Linked DNA regions of Mus musculus: regions 1 and 3 are each linked to region 2. Evidence: chromatin contacts called from public HiChIP or PLAC-seq data. All regions are on one chromosome and are shown on one strand. The core of a region is the stretch at or near the end of the contact, and the rest is flanking DNA. Distances in the headings are between cores, read along the strand shown. Region 1 holds the start of Arhgap40 (Rho GTPase activating protein 40). Region 2 holds the start of Fam83d (family with sequence similarity 83, member D). Region 3 overlaps Arhgap40 (Rho GTPase activating protein 40).

Region 1 (2,911 bases), core at 357-2,856, 260 kb after region 2:
TGTGCTTTGGATCTGAACAGAGGTCCTCCTGTCTGCACAGCAAGCACTTCACCCACTAAGCCATCTCCTGGGCCCCTTCACTGGGATTGTCTTAAAAAACTAACAATGCTGGCATGGTGACCTTGGCACCGGCGAGGCCAATGCAGAAGAAAGGTCTCCCAAAAACAGTACAAATAAAACTTAAGACAAGGCTTACATAACCCTGTCGTTTGGAAAGCCGCTGTTCCAAAAGTGAGCACGCCGCTTTTGTTCCCTTCGTATTGTTGTAAGTAAACAAAGGGGAGCTATGAAATTTCACATGCTTAAAGGATCACTCACTGGTTCATCCAGCCACAGCCACTGAGCACATTCAGTGGCCAGACGTTCTCACAGATGGATTAGTATTAATAGACTTAGGGGATTAAGGCAGGGGTGGGAGTAAGAAGAGCCACCTTAGTAGACAGGTTGCTAGGTAGGTTGATAGAGATTATCGATAGGTCGATAGAGGGATGGGCAGACGGACGGACTCCATAGATGGAGTGATAGGTAATGGATGGCTAGTGATGTAGTTGTAGATTAGAACAATGGGATGAATGTATAGATGGAATGAATGTAAAGATACATAGAATAATGGAGGCCCCTCAAAGATGTCTGCATTTAATCCCCAGAATTTGTGACTCTGCTCTGGGTGTTCTGGCTGTGATTGTTTGGGTCCTCAAGATGAGGGAGAGCCCGGACCATCTGAGTGGGTCCAAGGCTATTACTGATGTCACCCTGTTAGTGGCAGAGGCAGGCAGGAGAGGCAATGGGGATGGAAGGGTAGGTCATAGCCAAGAGTCAGAGGTGCTCAGTGGTGGCATTGCATATGGGGAGGCTAAGAGCCAAGCAACATATGGGCCCTTAGCATCTGGGAAAGGAAGCCTCGTCCCCTGAGAGCCTGGTAGTGGAGAAAGAGTCCTTGGTTTGGGGAATCTCAGCACACTGGATTCGAAGATAGTAACTGTTGTTTGATGACTCCGAACAGCAGTATCAGGAAGCCAACACATCTGACAGACTGACCAGGGCAAAGTGGACAGACAAACAGGTTTCACCTGTTGAGCCCATTTCCCTCTGATGGGACAGAGCCCCCACAGTTCCCCCACAGGCACTCAAGGAATATGTTTTGTGGCACAAAGGTTTATCCGTATGAGTACCACTCCCTGCCAGTTGCCCCATCTGAGAGTTCCAACCCCGCTTCCTGAATCTCTTCCTGGGGAAGGACCACATCCAGTCTCCAGGGGCTCAAGCCGAAATGTGTGTGGCAGGAGCCGTAATTATCCATCTAAGAGTGGATTTGCCCAAGCTAGTCCCCAGCATCACTTAGAATTGTTAAGAATCAGGATCAGCCTAAAGGTACTCTCGCCTCACAGAACTGTTGTGAAGTGGCACCTGTTCCTCACACACAGCAGATCCAGTCCTCCCTCCACCACCCTGGACACCAGTACCTGCAGCCCAGGTGGGCCCATCGCCCCGGCTGCCTGGAGATGCGGGCTCGTGGGATCCGGGGACAGGGTGAGGTCAGGGGCAGCAGGGCCAGCCCTTCCATCTTGGCAGCAGGGAGAAGGGACGGCTCTGTCATGGACAGGCACACACAGCTCCTATTGCTGCCTCTGGGACTGAATGAATCACAGTGAGAGTCGGAGGAAGGTGGCAGGGCCTGTGGCACACCCTTCCAAGACACCCCCATATTGAGGTGAGGCTGAGTCAGCCAGAACCGCCCACAGGCAGGTATGTGTGAGCACAGACTTCCTGGCCCTTAGCCAAAACAGAAATAACACAAAAAAGCAGCAGACGTGAAGTAAGCATGTTACACATGCCTATAATCCAGAAGTTAGAAGGTAGCGAAAGAAGGTTGTGAGTTCAAGACCAGCCTGGGCTGGAGAGGTGGCTCAGCAGTTAAGAGCACTGGCTGTTCTTCCAGAGGACTGAACTTCAATTCCCCCGGCACCTGCATGGCAGCTCATAACCATCTGTAACTCCGGTCCCAGGAGATTCAAATGTCCTCTTCTGGCCCATGTGGGCTTTATATGCATATGGTACAGAAATATATGCAGGCAAAATAGCCATACACATTTTTTTTAATCTAAAAGAAAAAGAAAGATTAAAACACCAATCAACCAGCCAAACACACTTGCACCAGACATAAAACATGCTATTGGGGTGGGCACTCTCATCTCCCACAGCCTTCCCAGTTTCAAAACCAAACCAAAAGGAACAAATAAAGCTAGTGACTGGTGGTGACCCAGGCCTTCACCTTGGCTTAGTCCCTTCCCATAAGCCTCTGGGAGCTGTAGTCCTACATATGGAAAAAAGGGACCACAGGAGCTCTAACTTGCAGGTAGTCCTTGCTGGCTCAGTCAGACCATGCAGATGATCAGCTGACCATCTTCCCAACACTCCATCCTCAGAAGGAGACAAAAGAACCACCTTCCAGGAACGGAGAGGAGATGGGAGTCCCACTGCTGCCGAGGCTCCTCCCTGTGTATAAAGTGAATCTGCATGGAGGGCATGCTTGAGGCTGGCACATGATGAGGGTTCAATGGAGCTTTGTGTGAGAAACACAGTAGGTGCTCAGTGAAGGATGGACGCATAGGTGGGTGGGCAGGAAGTGGGTGGATGGACACACATGTGGACAGACGGATGGATGGATGGACAGTCAGATGGATGAAGAATGAGGGGTGGGATGAGAAAATGGCTGAATAAGGGGCCAGAGAGACACAGCACCTGTTCTTCCGTGGGCTGGAGTTGCAGTTCCCAAGGCTCACACTGATTGGACCACTACCACCTTCAACTCCAGTTCCAGGGAATCCAATGCCCTCTTCTGGCCAGCTTGGGCATCTGCACATGCATGATGTACATATGTATACACACACACACACACACACACACACAC
Region 2 (3,086 bases), core at 581-3,080:
CAGCTTCCAGAGACAGGGATGTAGGGGAGGTGTAAAGGAAGTAGGTACAGAGGGAAGCAGGAGGCCCCATCCACTGATGTTTTTCAGATTGCAAGAAAGATAGGGAAGTCTGCTGTAGCTGTGATCCCTTTTAAGGCAAGTTTTCCTTCTGACCTCTAGCTCTAGTGCCTTCACCCAACTGAGCAAAAGGTTAGAGCAGCCCACACCTCTGCCTTTCCTGGAGACCAGGTCTTTCCTTCTCAAGGTGTCCCCAAGGAGTGCTCAAATTCTCCTCCCAGAGGGAAGCTTTGGGCATGCACCCTTAGCCCACAATTTTGCCTCTTCCAAACGCTTTATAATTTTGTACTGAACTCACAAGTGAAACATTTCCAGCATCAAACGGACCCTCAGCCCACCCAAAGCTCACAGGATTAACATGAATCCAGCCATAGCCATACTATTCCCTGAACAGCTTGGTCACCTACACTCTTATCCTCAAAGTCCTGCCTGTCAGGTACAGAACCAGCATCAGAACTTTGGCTTTGGCACTAGGAAGGCAGAGGCAGGAGGATTGCCTGAAATTGAAGCCTGTAAGTTCCAGGTAAGCCTGGGTTACAGTGACCTTGTCTTGCAGAGAGGAAAACAAAAAACAAAAGACAAAAACAGAACGCAAACTTGCTCCTAGACTTGGTGATGTCAACCTGATCCGCACCCTAACATATAGCGGTGCCAGGCCTACTAAGTCTTGACATGGTCTGAGGCTTTGCCCGTCATGTTCCAGGCAGTCAAAAGGTCTGGGAATGGAGCAGTGTTCACCAGCATGCAAACTTGTAGCCACACCCTCCCAAGTGGAGCCCTTTCTCCCTGATCTATGGCAGGCCAGACTCTATACTCCACCCCAGGCCAATCGGGCAGTCTGACACTAGCTAAGATAAAAACCCATTGTAACCAGTGGCTTATCTAAAGCACAAATATTTGCATTTTGGATCAATGCTACTTGGAACAGTCCCAGGCACTGTGGGTTAAAAATATCTCCCACCAGACTCACTCACAGAAGTGAAAGAGATAAACCGACTGCTCGAATTTATCTGTCTACAACATTAAGAAGCGTGGAAAAGTGGTAATTACAGATCTCCCCATGGTCTCCGGGTATCATCTTTTGGGTAAAACTAAGCTTTTACTTAGCTCCTGAAAGTGAGACCTAATGTCAGCTGACGTCCCTGGAATTCTGCAATCCACTTTGGTTTGAACTAACAGTCGCTCTGTTCCAGGGGTACCAATAACAGAAGTTGGAACTACGACATGACTCAATTTTCAGAAGGCCGATGCTCCTCCCCTACCCGCTGCCAGGGGGCCGCTCACCTCTCGGGCGGAGCGCAACTGCTGGCGCAGCGCATCCTTGCAGCCATACGGGCCTCCGGCGCCCGCGCCGCGGGGCTGGAAATGAGCCTCGACACGCGTGGCACCGCGGTAGGCACCCTGGTAGAAGGAAGGCCAGCCGAGCTCCAACGCCGGCGGTTCCAGGTCCGACTGCTCCGGAAAGTAGGTGCCCGACGAGCATTCGTGAGAGGAGCCGAACGAGTCCTCCGCTACCGCCGCCCCATCCTCGCCCGGCCGCTCGGCAGCGCCCAGAACCTCGCGCACCTCGTCGGCGTTGAGGAAGCGGCCCAGCCGCTCACGCCGTAAGAAGGCGGCCCAGGCGTCGGGACCACCGGCCAGCAGCTGCTCGAGAGCCAGACGCCGCGCCTCGCTGAACAGCTCCGTGGGGTTGGGCGGTCCGCACGGAGACAGGCAGGCCGCGGGAAGGTCGTCCAACAGCTCGAAGCGAGCAGCCATGGCAGTGCCCAGAACCGATCCACTTGTCTACGGTGGTAGTCTGAGTTTTTATAGGCATCTTTGAATCAAACCAGCCCGCTCTATTGGCTCGCCGCCCCGCCCCAGCAATCCCATTGGCTGGATGTCTCCCATGCGTACCAAAGGCTCTGCCCCCTCATTGCTATTGGTTGCTCCTGAGACAGAACCCGCCCACCCTCTGCTCTCACTGCCTGATGGCTGAGCGGAATTTAAATCTGACTTTACCCCGCCCTAGCGGCTCCAGAACCCTGCCAACCCGGGACATAGCCCCGCACTGTCCGAGCACGCCCCCTGCCGAGTGCCCTATAACATGGTGCTTCAAGGACTCGGACTAGGGGTAGGACTTGCTCCTGGACATGCTTATTTTGGTGTGATCAGCCTCATTGCCACTCCACCCTGCATCTAATCATTAACTTATCAATACAGAGAGCAAGTGAGAAGGAGAGAAGGACAGAGGGACGGAGGGAGGGGGAGGGAGAAGGAAGGGAAAAGATGGGGAGGAAGAGAGACAAAGAGACAGAGATAGAGCCTGGAGTGGTGGTTCATCAGTTAAGAGCACTTCCAGAGGATCTGGGTTTAGCACTGTCTCCCCTGGCAACCTCTAACCACCTATAATGCTTCCAGGGAATCTGATGATGCCCTTTCTGGTATCCACGGACACTGTATGCATACGTAGCACACAAACATACACATTAAATAAAAATAAATAAATGTCTTTTTTTCTCAGTGGTGCAGAGCTGGGGGTGGTGGCACACTCCCAGCACATGGGAGGTTAGGGTAGGAGAATCTGGAGTTCGAAGCCATCTTATTCTGTGTCAATCCTAAGAGAGGTCACAGAAGACCTTGCAAACATACACATATATATCTATATACATATACACATACATATATGCTCATACATATACATCTATATACTAATCCACTGTGGTATCTACTTCTTCGCTTAAAGGTCTCTCTCACTCTCTCTCTCTCTCCCTTTCTCATATCTTGTAGCGAAGGATGACCTTGGCTTTCTAACCCCCTGCCTCTACCTCTGTAAACTTAAAACAAACCAGTACTGCTGTGAGGATCTCCTCCCTCTCTTCATCCTTCCCTGGTTCCAGCCTTCTCAGGGAAGTTATTCAAGCCCAAAGGCAAGAGCTTCCTGTGTCCCCACTCTGGCATCCAGGATGCAGAAGACTACCTTCCTCTATCAAATCGAACCAGCTCTTGCATGTAATAAGGACAGGGGCCAGGCCTGAGGCTGTACAGTC
Region 3 (2,947 bases), core at 278-2,777, 220 kb after region 2:
TTCTTTCTTTCTTTCTTTCTTTCTTTCTTTCTTTCTTTCTTTCTTTCTTTCCTTCTTTCTTCCCTTCTTTCTTTCTTATTTTTTTTGACACAGAGTTTCTCTATTTAACAGCCCTGGCTGTCCAGGAACTTGCTTTTTAGACCAGGCTGGCCTGAAACTCAGAAATCTGCCTGCCTCTGCCTTCCCAAGTGCTGGGAAGGCGTGCGCCACCACAGCTGGCTATTTATGTTTAGTTACGAGTTGGGGGTGGTGTACATGCACATGTGTGTGGGTGTCTGTGGAGGCCAGATTGCTGTGTACCCTGGAGCTGGAGTCACAGGTGGTCATGGGCTGCCTGACTAGGGCAGCTGGGAACCGAACTCCAATCCTCTGCAACAGTGGTCAGTGCTCTTAACCACTGGGCTGTCTCTCCAGCCCCTCTGTTAAGGCCTTTCATTGCCATTTTAGCATTCCATGCACCGTCTGATCTACAGTAGCTATTTATTAATATATATTAAAATCAGTAATGAATGGTGGCCCTTTTCATTATTATTTGGAGCCAAGAAGTTCTAAAAAGGCTGACCACCACAGAAAGGGGAAGGCCAGGGACAGACATGTGTAACTCCTCATGGCCTTCAGCTGGAAGGGACCAAACCCTATCCCTCTCCACACCATGCAGGGCAGAATGGAGGCTCCTGCCTCAGGGAGGTGGCACTTACTGTGAGAGAAGGCTGTTTGGGTTCTCACTGCCCTCTTCAGGCTGTGAGCCAGGGTTGAGGTGCTCTGTGAACAGCTTCAAGACGTGGGTCACCCTGGTGCTAGGATTCAGAGGCACCTGCAGAAGATCCATGCTAGGCCAAGTCGCCTGGACCTGGATCTTTGCCACTTTGGGAGTCTGGAGGTGAAGATTTGGAGATAAAGAATCAAGACCCTTCCATCCCTGCAATTCATGCGCACGTGTAATACTTAGACCAGTATTCAACATCACATGCATGCACAAGCCCACGTCTACAGCCAGGTGTGGAAATGCATGAACATACGAGCTACATACAGATGTGCACATGTACACCCTGGCTCATGTCTGCTGGTCAACACACACAGTCACAGATACAAAGACACACACACATACACACACACACAGATACACAAACAGACATACAAACAGAGACAGACACACACACAGAGATACACAGGCACACAGAGAAACACAGACACACACAGACACAAGACACACACACACACACACACACACACACACACACACACACACACACACACGACTTTCCCAAGTGGCTGTGTTGAAAACTCCTTCCTGCTCCATGTTCCGGAAAGAATCTTCGATTCTTCCACATCCCTGTTCCTCAGAGTAGCCCTATCCACTTTCGGAACCCCGCCCCAGGCTCACAAAGGACTTCCTAACCATAGGGCCAAGTCAGTGACTTCCAGAACCTCCCACCAGGCCAGCTTCCCATCCCTCAGCCCCTGCCTCTGGTTTCGCGGCACCAGCTCCTTGATCTCTGAGATGCGGCTCCGGCGCCGCCTGGAGGTCACAGACGGTTATGCATGGCAGTTTGGTGGCAGGGCCTAGGAAAAACCCGGATGCCCGCCCCTCAACCTTCTCTCCCCCTTCGGTTTCTCCATTCGCCTGGTATGGGAGCCACTCACCGCCTCAAGCCCTTCCCCAGCCTTGTCTCTGTCCACGTGTGTCCTCCACAGCCAAGTCTTGAGGCCCCCATCACAGAGCTGGGAACGACGGCCATTACTGTCATTCAGTTTTCGCACTTGAGCTACCAAGAAAGAGGCGACCTGTCCAGAAAGAATCATGTTTCAGCTGAGTTGATATGGCAGTGGCAAGCAAGGCCCCATTTCAGCCACCGCTGCCTCTCCCGCACAGGGCTTGAAACGGACACCTTGAAGCAGCTTCCAGAGATGTTAGAGGTTTAGCCCCAATGAGGACCCCGGAGTATTGGACTCAGGATCGAGCAGTCCCTGGAGCTACTGGACAGAGCTGTGCTTGAGAGAAGCTTCTCACTGGCACACCATGCAGAGATGTCCCCCAAACACATCTGGCCTGCAGAGTTCCTGGAGAACTGCAGGTCAGCTCAGCCACTGTGCAGTGTGAGAATCTAGCAAAGACCCAGCGACCCTCTTTCCAAGGTTCGACAGACTATGAGGTGTAGAAGCCTAATCACAGTGACACGCGTGGAGAAGTTGATGAGATTTCTATCTTGCTGTATACATCTGGGCTGTTTGATACTTTAAAAAAAAACCAACTAGTAAAAAACTAGTATTTAAGGAATATTTAAAAAAAAAAAAAAACTTCCTATAACAGGAAAAAGGTAGCATCCAAGAGCTGTCAGGTAAGATCACTGGCAGCTCTTTCATTAGCTGGTCCCTAGCATCCAACATCACGTGGAACTCCCCCTATTTGGATTTGATGTCTTCTTTTGACCTTTGCAGGGAGCAGGGCCATATGTGGTGTGGCCACACCCATGCAGGCCAAAAGTTCATACAGATAAAATAAAAATAAATCTTTAAAAAATTGCAATTCACTGTGTTTTAATAGCAATGTAAGTTAGGGGGTTGCATGCAAAGAAAAAGGAATTATGGGAGTCTGGGAGGCAGGTAGGGGGTTTTCAGCAGAACAACTGACCCTGAACTGAGTCTTTAAAAAAATAAGCATCCCTTATTTTTTGTTTTGTTTTGTTTTTTGAGACAGGGTTTCTCTGTATAGCTCTGGCTGTCCTGGAACTCACTTTGTAGACCAGGCTGGCCTCGAACTCAGAAATTCACCTGCCTCTGCCTCCCTAGTGCTGGGATTAAAGGCATGCGCCACCACATCCAAGTTCTGCCTTTGGAGAAAGGGAAAGGAGTATCCAGGCAGAGTGAAAGGCTTAAGCAGAAACCCAGAGATGGGAAGCCCAGGGTGCATTTGAATGCTTTGCTGGAATATATTAAGTGTGTGCCT

What was found. HiChIP or PLAC-seq counts read pairs in DNA pulled down with a chosen protein or histone mark.
Region 1: a contact with region 2 is called in a FOXA1 HiChIP or PLAC-seq map of pancreatic cancer cells. The contact joins the promoter of Arhgap40 here to the promoter of Fam83d in region 2. A contact is called at or near these places in 6 of 39 promoter capture datasets (the HPC-7 cell line, HPC-7-derived erythroid cells, embryonic stem cells and 3 more), 1 of 484 Hi-C or Micro-C datasets (embryonic stem cells), 3 of 115 datasets of contacts at active chromatin or transcription factors (acute myeloid leukemia, oligodendrocyte precursor cells and pancreatic cancer cells) and 1 of 9 other capture datasets (liver).
Region 3: a contact with region 2 is called in an H3K4me3 HiChIP or PLAC-seq map of the SCID.adh cell line, with 12 read pairs. The contact joins the enhancer-like site here to the promoter of Fam83d in region 2. A contact is called at or near these places in 4 of 39 promoter capture datasets (the C10 cell line, hippocampal neurons and pre-B cells), 2 of 15 datasets of contacts at CTCF or cohesin (large pre-B cells and pro-B cells), 35 of 484 Hi-C or Micro-C datasets (the 63-12 cell line, B cells, CD4 T cells and 24 more) and 8 of 115 datasets of contacts at active chromatin or transcription factors (the 230-238 cell line, the SCID.adh cell line, Th17 cells and 3 more).

Annotation. Positions count from the first base shown.
Region 1 is chr2:158,511,491-158,514,401 of GRCm38.p6, reverse strand. It overlaps Arhgap40 (Rho GTPase activating protein 40), which reads right to left and starts at 1,606. Exons shown (of 15, transcript NM_001145015.1): 1 at 1,464-1,606. The coding sequence starts at 1,597.
Region 2 is chr2:158,766,843-158,769,928 of GRCm38.p6, reverse strand. Fam83d (family with sequence similarity 83, member D) reads right to left here and starts at 1,830. Exons shown (of 4, transcript NM_027975.2): 1 at 1,342-1,830. The coding sequence starts at 1,815.
Region 3 is chr2:158,545,546-158,548,492 of GRCm38.p6, reverse strand. It overlaps Arhgap40 (Rho GTPase activating protein 40), which reads right to left. Exons shown (of 15, transcript NM_001145015.1): 12 at 1,645-1,785; 13 at 699-874. Among named protein-coding and RNA genes, the nearest start is that of Arhgap40, 34 kb to the right of the region's middle. Within about 2 kb of position 1,527, at least 16 of the 459 cell types and tissues checked have an H3K27ac peak or open chromatin away from gene starts, as enhancers often do. A contact at or near this core is called in the CH12 cell line, the SCID.adh cell line, cerebral cortex and 1 more, where this site is marked.